7 separate regions of the Mus musculus genome follow, and all the other regions are linked to region 6. The links are chromatin contacts, called in public promoter capture Hi-C maps. All regions are on one chromosome and are shown on one strand. The core of a region is the stretch at or near the end of the contact, and the rest is flanking DNA. Distances in the headings are between cores, read along the strand shown.

Region 1 (3,619 bases), core at 635-3,134, 1.4 Mb before region 6:
CACACCAGAAGAGGGCATCAGATCTCATTATGGATGGTTGTGAGCCACCATATGGTTGCTGGGATTTGAACTCAGGACCTTTGGAAGAGCAGTCAGTACTCTTAACCACTGAGCCATCTCTCCAGCCCCATCTTCTTCTTCTTATGTGTCAACACAGACCTTGAAAAAGCCTGTATCTAGGTGTTGCTGGCATGATCTGTCAAGGCCTATAGGACACAGGAAACTAAGAATGAAGACAAAAAGACTAGGGACACCGGTGTGGCTCTATTCCTTCTGCTCCTGTTTCTATTTTCAGTTTCTCCCTCTCTTATTCATATTTATTTCCATCTTAGTAAAACATCTATTTTATGTGTATGGATATTTTGCCTGTACGTATGTGTACGATACTGGAAGAGGCCCGAGAGGGTGCTGGCTCTCCTGGAATGAAGTTACAGACAGCTGTGAGCCACCACATGGGTGCTGGCAACTGAATGTCTGCAAGCAGCATGTGCTCCTAACTGCTCAGCCGTCACACCAGTCCTCTTATTCCTGTATTTTAAAGCATATTTTGGAAAAATATGATGACAGTCATAAAACACTGTATTTTGAAATTCCCCCCTCAACAAAATGCAACGATAAAACTAAGATTAAAGTAACTGGCTAGGTAACATGAAACATTTCCTCACTTCCGTAAGAGTTGGACAAACCTCTAGATGCCATGTTATAGTATACAGTGTGCTGAGTGGTTTTAGGAGATCAGACAAGGACCAAAGGCCAGTAACAAATAAAGGCTAGTCAAATAAAGGCATGCGTAGGTGAGAAGTAAAATGGATTTGAATATGATAACATACACTTACAATCCGAGAATTGTGATAGTGTGTTCAAGGGACTCCCTTGGGAGTTCAAGGGTAATCTGGGTACATACTAAGAACCTGTCTCAAACTCTAGCCAACCAACAAACAAAAATCAGAAAGGGAAATGTTGTACAGTTTCTTTTAGAAACTATGTTCATTAAGTTCTTTAAGGACTATACTAGTTTAAAGCCAACAAGAGGGGCCAGAGCGATGACTCAGTGAGAGATAACTCAGTGAGAGATGACTCAGTGAGAGACGACTCAGTGAGAGACGACTCAGTGAGAGACGACTCAGTGAGAGACGACTCAGTGAGAGACGACTCAGTGAGAGACGACTCAGTGAGAGACGACTCAGTGAGAGACGACTCAGTGAGAGACGACTCAGTGAGAGACGACTCCGTGAGAGACGACTCAGTGAGAGACGACTCCGTGGCTGGGGCACTGGTTGCTTGCAGAAGACTTGGGTTCAATTCCCAGCACACCTATGGTGGCTCAAAACTGTAACTCCAGTTCTAGGGGATCTGATGCCCTGTCTGGTCTCCTTGGGCACTACTCAGGAGGCAGGAGAGAGCAGGTCTCTGTGAGTTCGAGGCCATCCTACTTTACAGCATGAGTTCCAGGACAGCCAGAACAGGGAGAAACCCTATCCCCAAAAAAAACATAAACAAAAAAAGAACGCTGCTGATGAGCAGCACAATACCTCTCTGGTTCCTGCTGAGTACACGGACAGTTCATTTGGCATTTACAAGCAAATGCTGCTTTTTGTTAGCAGTGAGACAATTCTCAGCATGGTTGAGTAGCACAGATTACCATTCCTTGAGACTAGATTACCTTATGGGTGTCAATGAGAGATTGTAGGGCCTCCGTGTCATCAGGAAGGGCTCCTCGAAAGCGAAGTGTTTGTTCTGCTTCAGAAAGCCACTCCAACAGCATATGGACCGTGTCCCGAAACTCTTCTGCCTGAAATAACCAAGCACAAGAAGATCTGGCCTCCCCCTGCAGCTGGGGCACTAGACACTAGAGTTTGCTGGGGAAACATCCAGGACTACATTCTACCAGAGGCCAAAGGTCATCTTAATTTGTAGACCTTTGAAAACAAGCTCAATGACTGATCAAAGTCCTGTAGAATGTTCAGAATACAACGTTATTTTCATTTCAAGACTGTGGGACTTCATGATGCTGGTAAAGAAACTCAGATCTATATGCTTGGGTCCCAAGCCATGGCTTGAGCCCAAAAATTTATCTCACCTGTTTTAAGGCTTGCTCAAGCCGGCTTTGCTTGGAAACAGAGAGTTTACACACCGTGTCCCAGCGAGTGCTAAGCTCCTGGAGCTGCCCCTTTACCCACGTGGTGTCATCTCTGCTGCCCTCAATCAGTTCTCTGCCTGATCGTTTCAGGACCTGAACTGTGCCGGTTCTCTTTCCCAGTTCTTTTTGGAAAACCTGGTTAAAGAAGAAGTTGGGAATTAGTTGTTGGTAAATTATTTTTTTCAATTTTTAAGAATTATTTTCTCTTGTGTAGGAGTGTTTAGCTTGCAGTCTATATGCCACGTGCATGCCTTAGTTCCAATGGAGGCCAGAGAAGGTGTCAGATCCCTTGGAATTGGAACTACAGATGGTTGTAAGTCACCATGTGGGTGCTGGGAACTGAAACCAGGATCTCTGAAAGAACAAACGTGCTCTTAACTGGTGAGCAGTCTCTCTAGCCCTGTGTCTGATAAATGCTTTGTGTAAGAGTAAAACCACAGAACAAGCAGTCTCCTTGGTAGGGTCTTGTCATATGTCTTATTTATGCAGAGAGAACAAGTAGGTGACTTTCAAGATGTCTGCACCACCAATCTCATTCTCCTTCGATGCCTATGCTTTACTCTATTCAACCTGCTCTCTCTCTCTCTCTCTCTCTCTCTCTCTCTCTCTCTCTCTCTCTCTCTCTCTCTGTGTGTGTGTGTGTGTGTGTGTGTGTGTGTGTGTGTTAAGACACACAAAAAAAAAATCAGCAGCTCTAGCTATGAATGTCAGCTCAGGCATCTGACCTGCTTGACTTTGGGAAAGGTGCTTACTTTACCTAATCTAAAAAACTCGAATAATTATACCAGTATTTCTAGAATTGAGGGAGATAAGAAAGAACATACCTGAAGTACAGAGAATGTGATAAATTACACTTAGTTCTGTTTTTGTTTATATGTGTAGACAGTTATGGAAATGAGAGAATAACTTGCTAGAGTCATTTCTCTCCTTTTACCATGTAGGTTCCAGGGATTGAACCTGGGTTGTCAGGCTTGGCAGCAAGCCCCATCCCTGTTAAGCTCTCTCACTGGCCCATAGAATGTTTCAAGGCAAAATAGAATGTTTTGTATTAAAACAGAAGAATATCATACAGCTCAATACAACAGGTGCAGGGCAGATGAACTGGTGGTATATATGGTGGTAGGCTTGTTACTATACAAAGTGGTTAGAAATAAATTCTCCCATTCCCATAGGTGTTAGTGGAAATGGATTTCTTTACAGTTTTCCCCTGAATGCAATTTCAACTTATATTGGATGAAGAGATAAACAGGGAGAACCTCTTCACATGCCTCCAAGTCTGAATCAAACCAATTCTGGTAAATTCTTTGTGACTGTTGCAAAAATCCCAGCAACAAGTTGTTTTGTTTTGGAGATAGGGCTTCTCTATGTATTCCTGGTTGTCCTGGAGCTTGCCTTGTAGACCAGACTACCCTTGGACTCAGAGATTAAAGGTGGTTAAAGTTTGTCTAAACACAGAAGACAGAGGGCTGCTCCTCCAGA
Region 2 (3,184 bases), core at 409-2,908, 1.8 Mb before region 6:
CCCACCTAGGGAAATCTCACTTCCCCAACCCCACAGGAAGTTGCCCTTAAACCCAGACTTATCCCTCCACCCCCAGACTCTGAGGAAATCTATCACCTTCCATCTTTAAAGATCTCCCAGATCAGGTGTAGTGGCACCAACACTTGGGAGGCAGAGCCCAGCAGATCTGTAAAGTCTGAGGCCAACCTGGTCTACAGAGCTAATTCCAGGTCAGCCAGGGATACAAAGAGAAACCTGTCTCAAATAAGTAAGAAAATAAATGAATAAATAAATAAATAAATAAATAAAATCTTCTCCCAGGCCCTCAGCTCCTTTCCAAGTTACCCAGAAAGAGCATGCGGTAGCAATGGGCCTGTCCCTACCTGGCACTAGCTGCCACAACCTGAAAATCCTCTTGCTGCCAAAAGTTCCCTGAGCCCAGCCCAGGCTCCCTCCCTGACGCCCCGCAGCAGCTAGGATCCACCTGCGTCCTGGATGAGTGCACCAGAAGGGGGGGGGGCGCCCAGCCCGCTGCATCCTCAGCTGTTCTTTCAATCTGTCCCAAAGTTCCCGGGCCCCTGTAGGGAGTCTTCAGCTCCAGGCAAACCCTTGAGCAGTCCTACCATCCATCTGCCTAACACGCACCCTTTCCAGCTCCTAGGGGACCTTGGAGAGGGGTAAAAAGGGCTCCAGGTGCAGGGCTCAGCCCTCTCCGGGTGGAGCACTAGGGGAGGCTGAGGTTGCCCAGGGAAAGTAGAGATTACTCATACATGGTAACAGCATAATTGCTTACTCGTTTCTTCCAAGAACAGTTAATAAAATTAAAAGGAAAAGTTAAGCACCTCCCAATTAGCTATATTGTGAGAGATTCCTTTCCTGGGGCCGCATGGTTTCATGGTGTGGTTAAATAGATCCAAAGAGTTAGAACGGATCGGAGAGAGAGGATGTCGAGACACGCGGAGCTCTGTGCATGTGAACCCTCAGTCACACAAACGCTTTCGGTATGCGGCTCCTTTAAGAGCAAAGCCCTTGTTCTTATGAATGAACTTGAGTGGCCCTCCTCAGAGTTAAAGCACGAGAGTGGGGGGTGGTGAGAGATGGAGAACCAAAGGGACTCTCAGACTTCTGGGGTCTCTTCAGGTCTAGGGAGAGAAACTAGTGTGGCTCAGCACAGTAGAACCTAGAGCGCTGGGGAGAGCCCCACGCCGCGTAGAGTTGCCGGCGCCTCTCTTGGCGCAAACCCATTGTAGGGGTGTGCAAAGGGGCTTCAGACTTTCTCCATCACTCCCGGTCCCAGAGCACTCCTTGCTTTTTTCAAGCTTCGCTGTACCCTGTTACCGCCAAGTGTCCCAAGGCCAGACCTAGTCTCCGACGCCCCTATACCCACATCCCGGCCGGCCCACCACCCCTTGCCCTCCTCTCGGGACCTCACCTTCACCTGGACCGGCCGTTCACTGGCTTGGAGGATGCTGGTGGGGAGCAGCCCCGCCGCGGAACCGCTCTCGGCGCCTTCTCCTTTGGCCATGACCCGCGGGCCACGCCGCGTGGGACCGGGACGCCGGGATGCTCTTGTGTTCTGCCGGCCGGCACTCGCCTGTGGCTCCGATCCTAGGCGCAGCCCCAGCCACTACTACGTTCGCTAGCACTTAGCAAACCAGGAACGCCGGCGATGAAAACTCCCTAGCACGTCCCCTCCGCGCCTCTTAAAGGTTCGGGCCTGCGCCTCCAGCCAATCCCTGCACGCGCCTGCCCATCTCGGCTGGCGGAGCCTCGCTGCTCAGCCACGTTCTCAAAGCCGGCAACCCACACCGCGTGCTCCTAACTACCTAAGCAAAGCTGAGAAACCCACCTGACTCGCCCGAGGAAACTGAAGTCCCAGGCTGAAAGTGACCTGTCCGAGGTCCCCCAGAGTGAGTTTTCCCTGAGTAGAGCCTGTGGCCCTTGACTTCTGAATCCCCATCAGCTCCTTTTAAAATCCGGAGTCAGGTGGCTTCTCCCCTCCCCCAAACCTGAGGCCATGGGCTGTAACTTTCATTATCAATGTCCCTCGTGTCTCAAGATCGACAATTTCCTCTTCCTCCCTTTGAAAAGTAGGGGCCTTTTTCAATGGGACAGAAAAATTACCAAGTCCAGTGGCTACCGCTTCCAGGCAGGGGAACTCGCAAGTTCTAAGAAGGAGCCATGGCCACAGCAGCCGTTTATGGGTAGCTTTCTAACAGGCTTAACATGACCTCACTGGGTGCTTATGAACGCCATCTGAGGGTGGTACTATTATTATCCCCATTTTACAACCCAGGAAAGGGGGACACAAGAAGAACAGCTGTTGCGACACAGACAGGCCAGAAAGGTTTTGTCCAGTTCCAAAGTCTTTACTCATAACTCTCCTGCTCTGCCCCTCAGCATAAATTACAGAAGGCTGAGCTATGTCTGTGCTCCCAGACAGGAAGCCCTGGGAGATACAAGACGCCAGCAGCCCTCTGTGTCGAAAAGAAAAGAAAAGAAAAGAAAAGAAAAGAAAAGAAAAGAAAAGAAAAGAAAAGAAAAGAAAAGAAAAGAGAGAAGAGAAAAGAAAAGCTTTGAGAAAGAGCATGCAGAGGAATGTGGTCCTTGAAAGAAGGGAGGACCGTCATCATCTAAACAGAGGCCAGGCATAGGTGCCAGCAGAGAACGGTCTTTGCTGCCTTTCCTTCCACCTCTGCTAATGGCACTCCAGCCTTCACAGATCCCCAGGAGCCTGGGTCAAGTCCAGCTCTCCCTCTTCAGTGAAGTTACTGCTTAGACTCTCAGAGACCGCTCACACAGGACCTGTGTTTCTCAGTGTCAAGCTTTTTTTTTTTCCCCTCCTCTTAGTTCAGATTGCAGGGAAGAGCTATTGAGATCTGACTCCTCCACAATGGCCACAGCACCCTTGTGTGCCCTGGCACATCACTGTCCAGAAACAAGCCAAGGGAAATAGTGAAGACTGTAAGAAGGCCTGTTGTCCCCACTGTCACACTGCCCTCTCTCTCTTCCATACTATAGGAGGGAAGCTATGGAGTCCTGTACAGTCTCTTCCAGCCCTAAATTCTTCACTCCTTTGAATGGCAGCATTCCAGAAGTGATCTGAATAACCGAGCCAGATTATGCCCTCCTTGAAAATAAGAACTCTATCTCTTTCACTCCCATATCCCACTAAATCACAGTGAGTGTGAGCTGAAGCACCAGA
Region 3 (3,170 bases), core at 464-2,963, 1.3 Mb before region 6:
TTCTTTTTTCTCTTGCAAGGAAGGATTTGAAGCTCCAGCTTCTGATACTTCACTGAGAGAAGCCTCCATCCTTTCTGCAAATTCTGGGAAGTTGGGTGGCATGAAGGACTTCCACGATCTCCTGTTAACATTATCTTTGCGTTCTGCATTTGGCCGACGTCTGGGTGGCACGGGTGCTGACTTCTGCACATCACTGCTTAGCTTTAATGCATCAAATATTATCCTCTCATCCAGCTTCTTGCCTTCTGGTCCTCTAGCTTCAAAAACATTAGATGATGCTCCTAATGTACCATTGCTGGATATGGTACTTCCTTCCATCTTCTCCATGGTGCTTTTTGACGTCTGATTAAGTTTTGACCCCTGGTCAATCTGTTCATTTATCCTCATTGTATCGTATATAGACCGCTGTGGAACATAGCAATCTTCTATATAGCCATCCTCATCTTCCCCTTTACCCAGGCAGGTAGGGTTCCGCCTTAAACAGTCTGGCCTGCTAAGTGGCTTACCCATACTTTTTCAATAAAGATGAACCATCAATCTTTCAAAAGTTTTTTTTCCCCGCCACGGGTTCTCTCAAAATACATTCTACATGAATTGTAAGTCCTCTTACATGTTTATACTCCAAACCACCAATTGCATCTGCCTTTCAGAAAGATCTGGAAGTTCCCAATTTGAAACCATTTTGGGAGAAACTCTAATAAGACAAACAGGTTTTCCCTCACAGGCTAGCAGCCTCATAACTGCAGAAAGACAAATGATATTATTTAATCAATAAACATAAAACAAATACTTGTATGGCTTCTGGTTTTACTTTTCTAAAGCCCTTTCAAATTCAGTCAGCAAAAAAATCGTTTGATATTGACAAGTCTTATTCAATATCTAGTTTCACTCGATTCGCACCAAAGCTGAGTTGGAAGCAGAAAATGTATACCAACTATGTCCTTTATAACAATGGCACACCCTCTCTAGCCTTCAAGTATGGTCCAAGCTCCTAAGAATTCCTTTCATTTTATCCTGTGTTCAGCCCTAAAGAGTCCAGCTGGTCTGAATTAGCCATTCGTCCTCTCTAGTTGGGTGTTTGCATTTGAACAGGGCTGGTCAGCGGATATTCCTGCAACTTTAAACACAGGAAGTCCTTCATTCGGGGCCAGCTTGGGGCTTCCTGTCTCCAAAACATCATGGCATTGTTGTGGCTTCCAAGCCAACACTGTATCGTGGCCGCAAAACAAGGCGAGTGGAGGCCCACGCTGGGCCTTTCAGAAGGCGGGCAGGCTGCGGCAGCGGCCAAGAGGCAGTCTGGACTCACTTAGCACCGCCCGCAAACCCGCGCCATGCCTCGCGCCCCGGAGGGCCAGGGTCGCCTCACCGCAACCTTGCAGGTGGCTCCCGGCGGGCCGGCCTTGGGTCTAGCGCTCAGGAAGTTAGTTTGTCCCTCCGGCAGCAGTAAGTCCCGTGTCCTGTGGGCGCCGCCTCCCCGGCCACTGCAGGTCCCCGGCCCCCAGCCGCCGCGTCGTGGGCTGCATGACAAGCAGTCGCCTCTTTTCTCCACCACGCCGCCGGCCCTGCAGCCGTCCTCCCCGCCCGCAGCTGTCACGGTCCCGGCATGCAAACTTCTGGCCGGGAACAAAAGGCTCCGCTCCGGCCGCACGAGGGGGGCGAGCCCGCCTCTCTCACGCCGCGCGGCCCGCTCACACGCCGCTGGCTGGAAGTGCTCGGGTGGCGGGCGGATCTCCTCCCCCTTCTAGCCCCGCCACAGCCGCTGCCCCGCCCGGGCAGCCCCCTTGGAAGCCCGGGAGCGCGCGGCGCCGACTGCTAGGGAGGAGGACGGGGGCGGGGCCTATAGGGAGCCCCGCCGGGAGGGGAGGGGGCGGAGGCAAGGATTGGAGGCCAAGGCGGCGAGGGAGGGGCTTCCCGGGGTTGGGGCGAGGGACTCCAGCTCATCCCGCACCCCCTCTAGCTCACTCCCTCCTCACCCACGGGAGTAATAGTGTCCCCGCCTGCGAGGGTGAGAGGAGAGGGGCAGTCCTGGTCATGCCGGGCAAATCCCCTGACAAAGGAAAGCCCCGCCCTCACAACGCTGGCCCGGCCCCTCCGCCCCCGCTTCTTTCCAACCGGCGGGATGGGAGCCCAGCCCAAGGGCGAACCCAGAAGGGGCGCCCCCGCCGCCCCCACTACCAGCCGGTAGTGGCTAGGGCCACTCGGGGGCCCCATCTGCCGGTAGAGACGTACGGGCTGGGGTGGGCGGTCTGCACTATCCTAGGCTCCAGCTTTGCCGCCAACGACTATCCCTGTATTTTTCCAATGTCACCTCTGGCGCTGACCAAAGAACAGGCTAGCCTTAAACACAGTCTTTTCTTGGCATGCCAAGGAATTAAGTTAGACTCAGGAACCAAGTTATTGGATAAACTCTAGGCACAGTTTCCCTTCTCAAGTATGTCAGATCTTGGCCCATTTCGCCACCTGGATTTCTCTGCTCAGACTTCAGCGGTCTTAATGACCGGAAAATGGGGTGCGGGTTGCAGGGCAGTGGAGACTCTAGCAGGAACAGCCCATGACCAACACCTGGATTGGCTATAACCGCTGTGCACGTCCAAGGAAATCTGAGCCTCTGAAGGGCTAGATGAAAAGCATGAGTTCATATTTCAAGTCTCAAGAATGAAAATATTAGAGAAATGTGTTACACAATCCTGCAAACTACGTTCTGGATTTTAGGAAAGCTATCTAGAGACCCTGTAATTGTTAAGAAAAGTACAAAGCAACCCAGAAGACTGCCTGCCAGAGGTAGCTTGCATCTCTTTGAGGTGTAATACTTGACTCCCTTTATGATGGTCCCTCGGATTTCATGAGGATGAAAAAGGTCAGTTAAAATGTACAAAGTCCTGTTGGCCCAAGTAGTTAATATAGATGATAAAACTTATGAGAAAGTTATTTCTACTCTTCACACAAACAGTAAATAAAACGAGTCACTGGTGTGTGGAGATTTGGCAGTGAAGCTTGGAGCTAAGCCTTAAACTTACTTGAGGAGCCAGAAACTCCTTGGCAAAAATGAGGTACAGGCTGAAGCCCATGATCAGATTAGTCAAGTAAAAGACAACTTTGCTTGGCAAAATGTTTTATACTTCATTTCTCACTCCTAAAGAAGCTGATCAATTCTACCCACTCAAATACAA
Region 4 (3,642 bases), core at 512-3,011, 1.5 Mb before region 6:
CCTCAAAGATCCACCTGCCTTTGACTTCCAAGTGCTGGGATTAAAGGCACAAGCCACCACCCACCCAGCTGTGGCTGACTTCAAAATTGTTAAAATCCTCCTGCTTCCGCCTCCCAAATGCTGAGATTAAAGGTGTGTACCACCACTTTCCAGCTTTTTTTTTTTGGTTTTTGGGGTTTTTTGGTTTTTTGTTTTTGTTTGTTTTGTTGTTGTTGTTGTTTTTTGGCTTTTTTTTTTTTTTTTTTTTTTTTGGTTTTTCGAGACAGAGTTTCTCTGTATAGCCCTGGCTGTCCTGGAGCTCAGAAATCCACCTGCCTCTACCTCCCGAGTGCTGGGACTAAAGGCGTGCGCCACCACGCCCGGCTTTTTTTTTTTTTTTTTTAAAAGACCGGTCTCACTATGTAGCCCTGGCTGGCTTGGAACTTGCAATATCCATTTGGTTGGTCACAAATACTCAGGGGGGATCGGTCTCCCAAGTGCTGAGACTAAAGGTGTGAGTCACTACACCTAGCAAGGCTTCTTTATTTAATATAGTCACCAGAAATTATTCTCAGAGGTAAGGAGGGACTCTTACTTGTATACCATGGTAACCATGGCAACCATGGCATCTGCTGGGGGGGGAGCTCTGATTAGCCATTTATTGGAATGAATTGATTGATTAAATACTTATATTTCCTCAATTGTTTGCTTCAACCAGTAGACGAGTATCTGTCTAGCTTTTGCTAATTTCTGGTTTGAGTGAATATAAGGATAGAAAAAAAAATGGTCCCTGGCACTTATGGAGTAAGGAAATACTGCTATAACTCCACATATTTAGTCTCATGAGATAACATGATCTTCAAATGGTCAGTGAAACCTTCATTTGGGTAAAAAGTCAATGATTACCCTTCATCATCTAAGCGTAAACTCTTAACTAGCGTTTACATAGTAACAAAAACATTGTTTCACATGCACAGATGCATTCTCTTTGTGTTGTGCCATGAGTCGCCACGAGATGCCTTGTAAGGACATCACTAGAGATAGCTCCCTTATACAAGAACCATGAGCCCAAATACACCTTTCTTCTCCTCTTCTCCTTTTGCACAAACTAAGCTGTAGGCGTGCCACCAGAACAAAACAGGAGCGGACAGTCACGTTTTGTTTTATAAAAGCTTTGGCAAGATTTGTTCATCTTTTCAAAAACAGTCTCATCACCTAAGATACCACCACCATTTCTAATGACCTCCAAAATCCAACCTCAAGGTTATATGTTCTTAAAACTTTCGTATGTCTTACGTATTCAGCTCAACCATGTATTGGGCCACCTAGTAGCTGTACTTTAGCATCCCTTTGTGTAGATTTGGGCATTTCATGGATGTTTTAAACATTATACCTGCGTGTGGGTCTTGGGGAGGACATGACTCAATCCATACACTGCAGAAAGAGAATCATACAGGTGCGTGCTGCTGGTCCTCCAAACGCAAGGGGACGCTGTGACACCTTGCGGGCGGCTCCAGGTCACTCTGGTGTGACTGCCCCGCCTTGGGCCCCCGGGGCAGAGTGGGCGGGCACGACTGCGCCCAGGTCTCGAGGCGCCCTTCGACCAGCAGCGCCCGGGGCGGGAGGGTATAAATGGAGCGGTGGCGGCTCCAGCCGCCTCTCTCCGCCCCGGGTCGCAGCCATCAGTGTTGCGTTTGGGCTCAGCACGCCTGAAGCAGAAAAAAGAAAAAGCTTAAAAAAAACACAAAAGCCTCAAAAACCTTAAAAAAAAAAAAAAGAAAAGAAAAGAAGAGGAAAAAAAAAAGCAAAAGGGAAAAAAAGAAGAAAAAGAACCAGACAGCGACTTGTGCTGGGAGCCCGTGGGGAAGTGACTTTCACAGCTTCCGGCCTGCCTGTCCGTCAGCGTCTGTCTGTCCGTCCGGTGGTGAGCCATCCCCCTCGGCCCGGCCCGCCCCTGCACGCCTCTGCGCCGCGTGGCAGCCCCGCGCCCCGGCTGGCCGCACCACGTGTCCGCACTGCCCTTCGCCGGCACCCGCAAAGATTTGGTTTCCCCCTTCCTGGGCTGCTGTAACTGTAAACCGCCGGGAGTCCGGGGCCTATATTTATCACGAAACGCGTGTTCCCAAGGCGGCCGTGAGCGCAGCATCTGATTGCCTCTTGAAAATTTTTTGCCCCCTTTACGAGGGGATTTCCTACTTTAATTTTTATTTTTTAAGCCTCAAGCCAGGACAGCTGGAGAGTACAAACTCCAGGAGCGGGCCATATTGTTTTTGAGAGCCTTTTGTCTTGGGGCTTTTGCAGTCCCGTGCAAGTCGTCCCGCACACGGGTCCCGGCTCGGAGCCTCCCTGCTCCAGCCTTCTCCGGCGTCGCTGGTGCCACCTGTGCGCTGCGGCGCGTGCCATAGCTCCTCGGAGCCCCTTTTGTCCTGCAGTAGGCCTTGTTAGAAGTCCTCCTGGCGGGGCTCGGGGTCGTGGGGGGTGGGGAGATGAACGCTGCAGCCAGCAGCTACCCCATGGCCTCCTTATACGTGGGCGATTTGCACTCGGACGTCACCGAAGCCATGCTGTATGAAAAGTTTAGCCCTGCGGGGCCTGTGCTGTCCATCCGGGTCTGTCGCGATATGATCACCCGGCGCTCTCTGGGTTATGCCTACGTCAACTTCCAGCAGCCAGCTGACGGTGAGTAGTAGCGGTGTGCACACATTCGGGAGATTCCTGGGGACCTTGGGAATCCTGAAGGCGGAGGCCAAACTGCCAGGACCGGGGAACATAACAGCATGTTGCCTGAGAAGCCTTGGGTGGAAGCAAAATGAGCCAGGCATGTGGTCATGACCCTGGCTTCAGTCTCCCACCACTTGCTAACCTGATGACCTTGGGCTACTGGGTGGGGGTGGGGTAGAGCAGGGGTTGGAACCCAAGGAGATTTGTGTAATTCGGGATCCGAATAAAGGGACTTGGGTATTCTAGTGTGTCTAGCCCCACTCAGGTAGAAGTGGGTCTGGCACTCAGTGCATTGAAATGACACCTGAAAGTGTAGGTTGCAAAACTGGGGGCTCTAACCTGAACTGACTGACTTGGGATGGCTTTAGGGCAGTGGAAAGCAAGGAGAGCAGTTTCATCCAGTTGCCTTGAGGGGAGTTGCTAGTGTCAAGCTGTTTCTACCAGGCTCTCTTTTGGGGACTTGCTCAACTGCATGGAGCTCGAAGGATGTAGAGGAGTGTACCCAGGAAGTCTAGGAAGGTGTCACATGGAATGTACTGGGCAGTTTTGCCTCACTTGTGCTGCCTCAAGTTGGGCTGCCAGGGAATGTTCTGCCATCCTGGTTGCACTGGAGGCTGCAGGCAAGCCACAAAATAAGCCCAGAAACGCAATCGGGGGCTGTAAACTACTCCACATTAAAAGGGACCAAGTGGAGCTGGGCAGTGGTGGCGCACACCTTTAATCCCAGCACTTGGGTGGCAGAGGCAGGCTGATTTCTGAGTTCAAGGCCAGCCTGGTCTACAGAGTGAGTTCCAGGACAGCCAGGGCTATACAGAGAAATCCTGGGGCAGGGGCAGGACACAAGGCCATTTTGTGGCAAAAAATCTCTAGGCCCCTACCTCTGTCCATGAGACAGAAGCTTACGGACTGCCCGGGTTGCAGCTGAGACCAGAGTTGGTCCAG
Region 5 (3,342 bases), core at 479-2,978, 1.4 Mb after region 6:
TGTTGTGACAGGTGTCATTTTGTTATGGCAGCACCATCTGCCAGTGAGCCAGAGTTGGAGAGCCAGCAGGAGACTGTCACCACCCATGTATGTCCCAGAGATCCATGAGTTGGTGTCCTGATGACAGTTTTTTTTTTTTTTTAATCTCCTCTGGCTGGCACTTTCTCCTCCTCTGCTTTGTTAAAACTTCTATATTTTGAGTCAGCTGAGAGCCTACCAGGAGTTGGAATGGTGGTGTCAGCGCCCAGTGATTCATCTTACTGGTAATTAGTGAACTGGAAAACCCAAGATTCATCCCTGTCAAAGGCAGGGCTTCCGGAATCCTTTTTCTCCTCACTTTGTCAGAGAGAGGAGCAAAGTGGGCCGGCCTTCTGGATGCCTGCCTTTGAGTCACGTGCCTCCTAGAGGTTCCCCGACTGAGACCAGTGGGCATCTATAGGGTGTGGTTAGCTGGATGTGAAACTCCTTGGGTCCTCCCATGGTTGGTGTAATGTGTTATCCCCACTTGGGCAGCCAGGATTTACACTGAATTACCTAGTTTGTAAGTGATACAATGGGGATTCAAGCTCTAGCCTTTTTGGAACCCACGAAACTTTCTTCAAACCACAGCCCAGCCATTATTAGCTGGGTGTCACGGCAGAGGTTACCCTCTCTCTCTGAGTGCTACCTTCTGCATTTGTTAACAGGTCTCTAAAAGTGCCTCATTTTGCATAAGACAGGGCCTTAGGAGCTGGTATCATTACTAGTTATTCAGCATTATCTGCAGCTGAATGGCCACCAAGCCAATCAAAGACATTAAGAAAGGATTCAGGCTGGGACTTCATTATGAAGACCAGCCTTCGGTGTCCTAGCAGGGCTTAGTCGTGTCCACGTGTGTCTACACGTGGATCCAGAATGACCCAGGGGAGGGAAGAGTGTCATCAAGTACACTTGTTAACTCTGAGACAAAGGAGTGGGACTATGGCCGCTGGTACTGCTGCCACCGAGCCCTTCTGGCCGCTTCTACACGGCAGTGGACGGAAGCCAGGATTTTCGAGGGCCCCCAGTGAGTCACCAGACTGATGCAATCCCTTTAAAGGGCTCATCTGCTGGTGCAAGAAGCTGATTCATGGAGGGCGTGGCTGCTGAAGGAGGAGAAAGGACGGAAACTGGCAGGAGGGAGTGAGGTAGACAGCCGGCTGAAGTCGTTCATTGGAACTCTTCACTGCAATCTCCCTGGACAAGACTCTAGGGATGTCCAAGATGAACTTGGCCATCTTTGGGGTTTCTGAAGGGCCTAAAGTGAAATGAATTGTGACAGTAGCGACAGCCAATTCTTGACTTCTCTTGTACCCAACTTCAGCACTTTCCCACACAAATTTCCAGAAGCCGAGAAATGGGGAGCAAAGAAAGACTACTTTTCTAAAGAATGCAGTGCAGTTGGCGGGTTTTGCAACCACTTAGAGACGTCCCCAACCCCAGCAAGGAGAGCATAAGTCGGTGAGGTTCTGCAGAGCCAAGGCGGACCGGCGCCTCTGTCCCAGTCCCACTGTAGATGTAGATTAGCGGTAAGTACCGCCCCCTGACTGTCCAATCACTTTACAGATTTCGACCCAGACTCCACCCAGAACCAATTGGCGATCTTATCTGGGCTTCCTGCCTGAAGGCTTCCGCCCATCCTGAAGATGGCGCACCAACCCCAAACTCAGGCGAGGGGGCGGGAGGCGGGGCCGAGAGCCTATGCGTCACTTCCGTTGTCAGGTGGCGGCGCCGCAGCCATGGAGGGAGGCGGCGGCGGCAGCTCTGGCGGCTGCGCTGGGAGGCGGCGGTGAGCGGCTCCCACGCCCCCGGCCCGGCCCCGGCCCCCGGGACGGAGCGCCGAGCAGCCCCGACTCTGGGCTGCGGACTATGGGCAAGGAGCGCTGATTCCCCGGGAAAGGTGAGTTCGGGGTCCCGGGACGCGGAGCCGGGTGGGGGCTGCGTGCTGGCGGGGCGGGCCACCGTGGCGGAGGGACCCCGGTGACAGCCCGAAGCTGACCGGCGCGACCAGAACGGCTATAGTGAATTCCCCCTCCGCCACTGGAGGTCTGTCCTTCCCGGCAGCGGGGGCGTCGGCTGCCGGGAGCCTCGGTCTTTTGCCGCAGCCCTGGGAAATGGGCACTGCTCGCCTTGCCCAGACCCACTCAACCAGTCATCGAAGCAGCCGGCGTTTGGCCCGCTCTAGTTTTTCTCCCAGAGAGACCCGCTCCTCCTCTCCATGCTTCTCTCCTGACCTAGAGAGTGACTTGAAAGTTAGAACGAGTCCCCAAGGAGAGCCAGCCAAGGTTTTCCTCCTGGAGCCCTCACCCGTTGGCACCAACACCATCGCTGCTGGGGAATTTTCACATCCTGGGCGGCGTTCAGGTGCGAGTCACAGCAACCTGCTTGCCAGATCCACGTTGGGCCGGTCTTCACCGTGGGAGAGCTTGCTGTGGTCAGTGTTTCACCTGCCATCCTGGTCAGGCCCGCCCATTCCTACGATGCTTGGCCCCACCTTTCAATCTTGGGTAGGAGCTTTCGGATTCCCGGTGGCTTCTCCGTCCACCCCCACTCCCCCAGGTTGTTGGCAGAAGGAAGAGCTGACAGCCACCTTCGGTGGCAGGATAGACTTTGCTCTGTTTTAAGTCACTGGAGGAAACCGGTTGGCTTTGCTGGTTTTGAGAATCATTGAGGAAGAGGGTAGTCACGCTGGGCTGGGCGCCTTTCCCTCTCGGCTGAGTAGTTTTGCATGAGATAAGGAAGAGCAAAATCCTATAGCCCTTATTTATAAACAACGTTGTGAGTTCCTCCTTAAAGGCCCTGTTATTTGATTGTGGATTAGACTATCTCTGCCAGAGATAGTCCCCATTCATTCATTCATTCATTCATTCATTTTTCTCATAACAAAAGGGCCCTGCCTGTAGAGCCTAGTGCTGTGTAGTATTCGTAGGCTTTGGAGGCTCACTCCTTAAAGCCTGGGATTAAAAGTGTGTGTCAACCTTGCTCTGGACTCCTTAAATTCAGATTCTGGTGCCGCTGCTTTCTGGTTGCCCGACCTTGGGTCATTTGTATTCGTCCTCATTTGCAAACCACTGGCCATGGTAAAAAGAGTCATTATGGAGAGTTGCGCTAACACCTAATAAAGAGGTTCTTATCCGAACTAGTTCACTGTCCAGCTAGAGGAAACTGACCTGCAAGCAGATAGGTGAAATGTGATCTACAAAAGCAACAGAAACTGAATGCTGAGGGAGCCCAGTGGGGAAGCTGCTAGCTCAGTCTGGGAAGCCTGAGCAGTAGTGACAGGAGGATAGTGACTGGAAGGACAGAAAGGGGGAGGGAGGCTTA
Region 6 (3,500 bases), core at 74-2,573:
TTACCGAAATAGTCAGCAGTTGAGAAAAAACCAACCATTCTAGACTCTCTCGTCTGAGCTAGCTTCTTTTGTCCTGTCTTGAGTTATATATAGTCTTTTTTTTTTTTTTTTTTTTTTTTTTTTTCCGAGACAGGGTTTCTCTGTATAGCCCTGGCTGTCCTGGAACTCACTTTGTAGACCAGGCTGGCCTCGAACTCAGAAATCCGCCTGCCTCTGCCTCCCGAGTGCTGGGATTAAAGGAGTGTGCCACCATCCCCGGTTTAGCTATATATAGTCTTTACCTAGAAGGGAACAATGGAGTCTGGAAGAGAATAGTTCCTGTCAGGGTAAATGGCCAATAGAATGTGGCTAAGGGGCTTGAGGACAAAACCTGCTCAGGGCTGTCTATCTGGGCATTGCGGTGAGATGTCTCCTTAGTTAAGAGAACATATTGCTCTTTCTTGGGACCCAGTTCCCACCACACACATCAGGTGTCTCACAGCCTCCTGTCACCAGCCCCGAGGATCTGATGACCTCTGGCCTTCTTAGGTGAGCGTGCACACACACACACACACACACACACACACACACACACACACACACACGGTGCACATAAATTCATGCAAGCACACACACATACACACAAAAAATTAAAAACTAACAGATCTTTAAAGAAATAAAGAGCCAAGAGGGCCACATCGTCCTCCGCTGTTAAGAAGAGTCCTCCGCGCTGCCTGGTGGTTGTCATTACTGTGTCACAGATAAAGATGCCACACATTTCAAGTTCCATTGACAGAAAAGCTAGATAGGTCTTAAGAACATTTAGCAGTTCCTAGACGGGAAAATGACACAGGAATTGGAGTTGGACTTCCCTCTGGGCACCCAGCACTTATTGGCTACGGACTTTGTCAAACAGTTTTGTCTCTCTGTTCCTCCGTTTCTCCACCTGGCAAGTGGAGAAGGTGACATACATGAAGCCAGGGCACGGTAGTTATCTGGAAGTGTTTCAGAATAATAGAAAGCTGTCCCTTTCTGCATGTGAAGAGTTGAGGATGGACTTAACTTGAAAATAAAAGTTAACATCATTTTTTCCGTTAGGGTAACATGACCACTTCCTTCTGCCTTGGACATGGGCCTTGGCCCTTTGATTTAGTGGGCTGAGAAAGGCGTTCCTCACGCAGGCTTTCCAGAACTGGGACGCCCGAGTATGCTTGAATACAGACTGTAGATTCTAGATTTTTAAATAGAGTAAGGGCGGGGAGACCCACCTACTCGTCCATGTCCGACTCGGGCATGCTGGGACTTGCAGGCTGGCTGTCCGTCCTGTGACGCCAGGGCCGCTGGGAAATGTAGTCCTTAATCTGCCCTGGAACGGAGGTGTCCTGCAGGCCCACCGGTGACAGCTCGGGAGGTAGGCTGCAATGACAAGGATCTGAAATAAGTGCAGAGTGGGAGGGGGCTTGCAAGCTGGTTGCTGGGGCCCTTGTCCTGTGGGTGCCAGAATGGACACTCCTAACCTGCTGCTGATGCAACGGGGCCTGTTGGGTGGGGTGAGGGGCAAGGAGCAACGGGACACCCACAGGCTCCGAGGAAAGAGCAGCGGGGCTGGGTTATTTCTCCAGAATAAGACCCTCCTAGCTGAGACTGAGGCGAAGGCTGTCTCCCTACCCCTATTTGGACACACCACCAACCTTTCCCAGAGAAGAGCCAGATGGACCACAACTGCTCCCTGAAGAGGGCATCAGAGCTGTACCCAGAAGCAAGGAGACCAGAGAGCATACTGAACTCCACTGGGAACATCTGGGGCGACACCGAGCAAGGGGCAAAGGGGTAGAAACCCATTTTCTGGAAACGTTGAGAGACCCATTGTAGGAAAGACGGGGAAGGCCAGAAGGAGAAGAGAGATGACCAGGCTCTCTCTTTTCCCTCCACAAAGGCCCCTTTCTTCATCCCCACAGCCCCCCGAAGCAGCTCTAATACGGAATGGGAGGTTCCCACCTGCCCTACCCCAGGGTTTGACAGCTCAGCATGGACCAGTCTGTGGCAATCCAGGAGACCCTGGTTGAGGGGGAATACTGCGTCATCATATCCTTCCCAGTTGTAGGTTGCCATCCAGATCGTGCCTGCTTCAGCCTTGGGAGGTGGGATGGAGGGTGTGGAAAAATTTCTCTCGAAGCCATATGGGAAAAGGTAAACCAATATTTACCAAGTATTCACTTGGCTCTGGTCTCTCTACCAGGTGCTTTACATAGGTAGCTATTTTCTCAACCAGCTGCAAAGTTGGAGACTATTATACCCATTTTGCAGATGAGGAAAACTCAGAGAGGTGAAGTCGTTTGCCAGTGGGAGAGGGAAAGGCAGCGTGGTGGAGTGGGCCGGATGGGGAGTTTCGCCCTTTGGCTTTCAGTTTCCCTTCACTCTGAGCAGCAGGCAGTCCAAGGTGTGCTGTGTAAGGGAGATAGCCGGCAGAGCCGCCTGCTCGGGCTGGTGAGGTACCGGCTGGAAAATGACGCCCAGGAGCATGCGTAAGTAGGGCTCAGACTGCCTGTGTGGGCCATGGGTGGTTCTTCAGTATCCTCCAGCTGGACTTCAGTCATTCTGTCTGAGTCTCCTAGACTAATTAACACAATGATAGTGTTCTGGAACACCGTGTTCTAAGCCTTTAATAATCAGCAAGATGTGATGTGGAAGCTTTTAGAGGAGAGGCAGTTATATCAAACTTGGCCAGATTTTGAGTTTGTGTGAGTGCCCGAGTTTAAATCCGGATGCTGCAATCCTATGCAAATTGTTCTTCATAGCTCCATTTACCCAGAGTAAAGTACAGAGGGTTGAACTGGGAACGAGCGAGCACATGCACCAGGAAGCTGAGGCAGGACTGTCACAAATTCCAGGCCATCCTGGGCTACATTCTAAGCACAGCCTAGGCTACAGAGTGAGACCCTACCTCAAAAAGGGAAGGGATGGGGTTGAAGAGATGGTTGGAATGTGTACTGCTCTTGCATCACTGGACACTGTGCATGGAAAGGGCCTGAGCCATGCGTATGGCTAGGGCACTGCCAGCTAAGCACTAGGGACCCACAGGTGACCACAAGCACTCTAAGCTGGGCCTTCCACTCATTTCTGCCCTTAGTCTCTTCCTGTATACACACCGGAGGATGGCCATCACAGGAGACGATGTATCTCTGGACCAGATAGTGCCACTCTCAAAAGATTTTATGCTGGAAGAAGGTGCCAGTTGGGCCGGGTGGTATGCTCTCCTCTGGGTGGCCCCCAACTCATCTCTGCCCTCACTGTAAGGGAGGGTGGTGGCTATGTGGGTGGGACAGGGATGTTCAGTTGCTAAAGACATTCTCGTTTCCTTCCCTCAGTGTCCCCAGATGGTGAACTCTACATCCTTGGTGAGTAGCCCTTTCAATCTGGGTCCCTGTTAGGTCAATGGGACAGGTTCCAAAGACAGAAAGATGAACGAGAACATGCCTGGATGGGAGTGATGCTAGGTGCCTGAAATCCTAGCATGTGGG
Region 7 (3,720 bases), core at 410-2,909, 1.5 Mb after region 6:
TTGCCAGCACAGTCTGTAAACCTCCAGAAGCCCACCAATCTCCACCTACATGTCATAGATCCCCACCAAGCACCACGAAGACACAGGGAGGAGCCCACCCACAGCCAAGCAGCCCCCACCTCATCCTGGGTGCTCTCCACCCCTATAGATGCTCTCAATCCGGGGCTCCACACCCCAGGGGGCAGGGAGGTGACAGGATTAGGCTGGGAACTCTCTGGAAATGTGGGGATGACTGTGTGAGTGGATCAGGACTTGGGTCCTCAGTAATCAAGCTTTTCCCTCCCCTTCCAGGAAGAAAGAGTCCTCCCTCCAACACGGGGCCCAACCAGAATTCTGTCCCCACCCCCTCGTCAGCTGCTCCCAGATAGAATGGGGTTTGCAGAAGTCCAGAACACTGGTGGTTGGTGGGGTGAGGGGTGGAAAGGAGAGCTTTGGTGGTCTAGGGCATTGAGACTCTGTGTGTGTGTGTGTGTGTGTGTGTGTGTGTAAAGCATCCAAAAACCCTCAGTCTGAGGGAATGATGTGGCATGTAGGGAGTGCCATCCTTGAGCGGTCACCTCATTCTACAGAGTCCGGCCCAAAGAAGTGACGTGGTGCCGGCAGACCTCTGTCACTCCTGTCCCAAATCAGACTGGGTGGGCTCTGAAGTAGGCCTGGCTTTTGGGAAGGCGGCCCACTCCCCAGCTCCCACCCGCGCCCCAAACAATACCGCCTCCCCCTCCCCCTCGCCTTTATCCGGCGGGTTACTTGGCAGCCACCGCTAAAGACCTCCCCCTCGTCTCCCTCCCCTCCTGGTCGGCCCACAACAGCAACAGGCCCTTTGCGCGGCAGCTGGACGGATGGGGTGGGGGCGAGGTCTGGGCCAGGGCCTGGGCGTGGGGGTACGAGGGCCTAGCTTCGGTATGCATAGTTCCAGACCTGAGAATCTGGTACCCTAACACACATATTAAGACTAAGGTCACACGTGCCCGCGGAGGATGGAGAAGACAGTAGCTCCAGCTCAGTAAAAGAGGATCTTCAGAGTCTGGGGTGGATCTCGAAGGAGAGTGGGGGTGGGGACGAGAGGATAGCACCAGGCTGCGGCAGAAGGGTCACCCCATCGAATCCCTAGCCGGGTTCCCACGGATCCCGATGCCCCGTGCTTCCCGGCGCGGAGGTTGGGGGGAGGAGGCAGCTGTCAGAAGATGCGTCCGTGGCCCGGAGCCTCGGCAGCGGCCACAGCCTTTATTTTTAAACTTCTAAGTGGTCAGAGGGCGCGGGGGGGAGGGGTCCCCGCCCAGCCGCCAGCCTCATCCTCGGCCGCCCTGCGGCTACTCGGTCCCCCTCCGGGCTCGCTCTTGTGTGGCTCCCGGCTTACCTGCGGGTGCGCCCGGGCCGGGCTCCACACGCGGGCCACTCTCCATGGCTGCGGCGTCACTGGAGGTTTTGGGGGAGGGTCTCAGCCGCGACGGCGGCGACGGCCGGAGGCCAGGACCAGGGTCCCGCGGCGCATCCCGCCCGGCCCGCCCAGCGGGCAAAGACCCAGAGGCGGCGGCGTTCCGAGTGGGAGAGGTAGAGGCCGGTGGCTAACGAAGCTCTGAGTAGCCAGCTACCCGAGGTCGGTCCTCCGCGACCGCGATTCTGCTCCTTTGCCCCGCGCCGGCCCAGTCCTGGTCGCGGCCCAACCCTATTGTACCGCCCGGGCTGGGCCTGGCCTCTCCGAATGTACCAAGTGCGCGGGGGATGACCGCCCCCGCAGTGATGGAGTACGGAGCCACCACGGGCACAACCAGAGGGCTCCGACACCGCCCTGCGATGCAGCTCCCGGAACTTCACGATGCTCCTTCTGTGGTCGCCGCAGGGCGGACGCCGAGCTGGGGGCACGCTGCTGGCCACACTGACTCCCCCTGCGGCCGCGCGTTGGTACGTGCCGCGCGCCTGAAGACTATGTAGGGAGCTCTCGGGTGACTCACCGGCCGCTGGGACTAGGGGAGTGGGGTGCTGGGTTAGGATCCCCTATTCTCTCTCTGGATGCTGGAGGCTCTAGCGTGCAGTCTAAATTCTCTCCCAAGCCTGCCTCAGACAAAAATCTTTATTGGGGGGGGGGCGTTGCAACGCCTGAAGAACGGTCTCATGGAGACTCCTAAAAGGGCTATCCTTTCTCTTTTCTGGTGATGGCTGCGAAGGCGCTTTTCCTCTTGCACCCTAGGGTTGGTGTCTTCTCTGTTTCTCTGGGAGTAATTACAACCCTGTAAGGCGCTTTACTCAGGTCTCTAATCTGCTGGGGCCCTCCCTGATCCAAACTGGGTGGTCCTAGCCTAGAGCCTCCCCTACCTTCATCAGAAGACCCCCATCCCCCGCCCCCACATCTCTCCAGAAGGATTTTTCTTTCCTACGGCTCGTCGCGATAAAGAGTAGTAAGCCTCACTTCACCCTCCTCCCCGAAAATACTCGGGGCTCTGGAGTGGGCTCTCCTATCTCCTGTTTCAATGCCCGCCCGCTGAGGTGAGGGCTTCGAGCCAAGTCGGGCTTGGCTTCGGACAGGGTGCAGGGAGCTTGCTGGGAAGGTGGATCGATAGTAGAGGTACTGGTGCAGAGAGGACCAGACTGGAGGGAGGAAGGAGGGGCCGCTGGGCTCTGCCTATCCTAGCCCTGCTCTTTGTCCTGACCTGGAGGTCATTTCTCTAGTTGTCCACAGATTAGGGCCAGGGAGGCACTGTCTCCCTGTCTCTCCTTCCCCTTCCTAACCACTGGACCCTCCTTCCTTAGAGCACCTCCACAGAACAGTCATTCCAAGGGAGAGGGCAGGGAGTACGATTCAGGGAAAGGGAGAAGTTTCAGGCAACCTAGCAGCAGTTTCTATCCCAGTAGTAAGTAACTGGCGCTTTGAACCCTGGGGGGAGGGGGGAGGGAAGATTCGCCCGAGGTGGAGGCTGAGTGACTTTAGAAAAGGATGGTGCTAAAGGCCAGCAACGAGAGTGACACGTCTCCTGAAACTCTAAAGTTGATAAACAGCAGTAGTGATGTGGGGGTGCAGTGCAGCCCACAGTGGCTGCCTAGCGTGCACTAAGCCCTGGGCTCGGATTTCCAGCACTACATCAAGCAGGCGTGATGGCACAGGCGTGATGGCACAGGCCGGCAATCTCGGCACTTGGAAGGTGGAGGCTGGAGGATCAGACTTTCAAGACAGGCTTCAGGGGGAAAAACAGCTTGGTGGGTAAAGGTGCTTTCAGCCAAACCTGATGATCTGAGTTGGATTCCTGGGACCCACATGGTAGAAGAGAACGAATTTCTGCAAGTTGCTCTCTGATCTCTGCACTCCTATGTAGAATTAAGAATGTACTTCATCCCGGGAGGCAGGTTTCTGAGTTCAAGGCTAATCTGGTCTGCGGATTGAGTTCCAAGACAGCCAGGGCTACACAGAGAAACCAACACACAAACACACACACACACACACACACACACACATAAATAAATAAATAAATAAACAAACAAAAGAAAAAATATATTTAGATTGGGACTCACTGTGTAGCCCTGGCTGGCCTGTAACTCACCCAGTGTACCAGAATGGCCTCCAATTCACAGAGATCCACCTTCTTTCTCCCTGGTGCTAGAATTAAAGGCACATGCCACCAATTTTTAAAAGTAAGGAATATAATAAAACTCCCTTTAAATAGTATTATAATATTTAAATAGTATTTATAATAATAAATAAAAACCCCTGGTTATGGGGCAATTTTG

Evidence for each region. Promoter capture Hi-C pulls out the DNA fragments that hold promoters and counts their contacts. Capture Hi-C pulls out chosen DNA fragments and counts their contacts.
Region 1: a contact with region 6 is called in a promoter capture Hi-C map of liver, with 2.6 times the contacts expected there. The contact joins the enhancer-like site here to the promoter of Inpp5b in region 6. A contact is called at or near these places in 5 of 39 promoter capture datasets (the 3T3-L1 cell line, cranial neural crest, hippocampal neurons and 2 more) and 1 of 9 other capture datasets (adipose tissue).
Region 2: a contact with region 6 is called in a promoter capture Hi-C map of liver, with 2.9 times the contacts expected there. The contact joins the promoter of Mfsd2a here to the promoter of Inpp5b in region 6. A contact is called at or near these places in 2 of 39 promoter capture datasets (both in liver).
Region 3: a promoter capture Hi-C map of liver shows a contact between it and region 6, with 2.4 times the contacts expected there. The contact joins the promoter of D830031N03Rik here to the promoter of Inpp5b in region 6. A contact is called at or near these places in 2 of 39 promoter capture datasets (the C10 cell line and hippocampal neurons), 1 of 115 datasets of contacts at active chromatin or transcription factors (astrocytes) and 2 of 9 other capture datasets (adipose tissue and liver).
Region 4: a contact with region 6 is called in a promoter capture Hi-C map of liver, with 4 times the contacts expected there. The contact joins the promoter of Pabpc4 here to the promoter of Inpp5b in region 6. A contact is called at or near these places in 4 of 39 promoter capture datasets (cranial neural crest, hippocampal neurons, liver and 1 more).
Region 5: a contact with region 6 is called in a promoter capture Hi-C map of liver, with 2.5 times the contacts expected there. The contact joins the promoter of Stk40 here to the promoter of Inpp5b in region 6. A contact is called at or near these places in 4 of 39 promoter capture datasets (the 3T3-L1 cell line, the C10 cell line and liver), 1 of 484 Hi-C or Micro-C datasets (B cells) and 1 of 115 datasets of contacts at active chromatin or transcription factors (large pre-B cells).
Region 7: a contact with region 6 is called in a promoter capture Hi-C map of liver, with 2.6 times the contacts expected there. The contact joins the promoter of Map7d1 here to the promoter of Inpp5b in region 6. A contact is called at or near these places in 2 of 39 promoter capture datasets (the 3T3-L1 cell line and maxillary cranial neural crest) and 1 of 9 other capture datasets (liver).

Annotation. Positions count from the first base shown.
Region 1 is chr4:123,372,652-123,376,270 of GRCm38.p6, forward strand. Macf1 (microtubule-actin crosslinking factor 1) reads right to left here. Exons shown (of 98, transcript NM_001199136.1): 84 at 2,081-2,275; 85 at 1,664-1,792. Among named protein-coding and RNA genes, the nearest start is that of Bmp8a, 31 kb to the left of the region's middle. Within about 2 kb of position 1,885, at least 4 of the 459 cell types and tissues checked have an H3K27ac peak or open chromatin away from gene starts, as enhancers often do. A contact at or near this core is called in liver, where this site is marked.
Region 2 is chr4:122,959,530-122,962,713 of GRCm38.p6, forward strand. Mfsd2a (major facilitator superfamily domain containing 2A) reads right to left here and starts at 1,659. Exons shown (of 14, transcript NM_029662.2): 1 at 1,412-1,659. The coding sequence starts at 1,504.
Region 3 is chr4:123,410,198-123,413,367 of GRCm38.p6, forward strand. D830031N03Rik (RIKEN cDNA D830031N03 gene) reads right to left here and starts at 1,714. Exons shown (of 1, transcript NM_001167918.1): 1 at 1-1,714. The coding sequence starts at 510. All of the region lies in intron 57 of Macf1 (microtubule-actin crosslinking factor 1), which reads right to left.
Region 4 is chr4:123,281,150-123,284,791 of GRCm38.p6, forward strand. Pabpc4 (poly(A) binding protein, cytoplasmic 4) reads left to right here and starts at 1,762. Exons shown (of 15, transcript NM_130881.3): 1 at 1,762-2,658. The coding sequence starts at 2,466.
Region 5 is chr4:126,102,229-126,105,570 of GRCm38.p6, forward strand. It overlaps Stk40 (serine/threonine kinase 40), which reads left to right and starts at 1,729. Exons shown (of 11, transcript NM_028800.3): 1 at 1,729-1,918.
Region 6 is chr4:124,740,527-124,744,026 of GRCm38.p6, forward strand. Inpp5b (inositol polyphosphate-5-phosphatase B) reads left to right here and starts at 1,324. Exons shown (of 24, transcript NM_008385.4): 1 at 1,324-1,390; 2 at 1,938-2,064; 3 at 2,410-2,504; 4 at 3,110-3,207; 5 at 3,348-3,377. The coding sequence starts at 2,008. It overlaps Gm12915 (predicted gene 12915), which reads right to left. Exons shown (of 4, transcript NR_151694.1): 3 at 1,248-1,395. It overlaps Mir698 (microRNA 698), which reads left to right and starts at 3,255; the gene lies at 3,255-3,363.
Region 7 is chr4:126,254,660-126,258,379 of GRCm38.p6, forward strand. Map7d1 (MAP7 domain containing 1) reads right to left here and starts at 1,660. Exons shown (of 18, transcript NM_001347198.1): 1 at 1,358-1,660. The coding sequence starts at 1,403.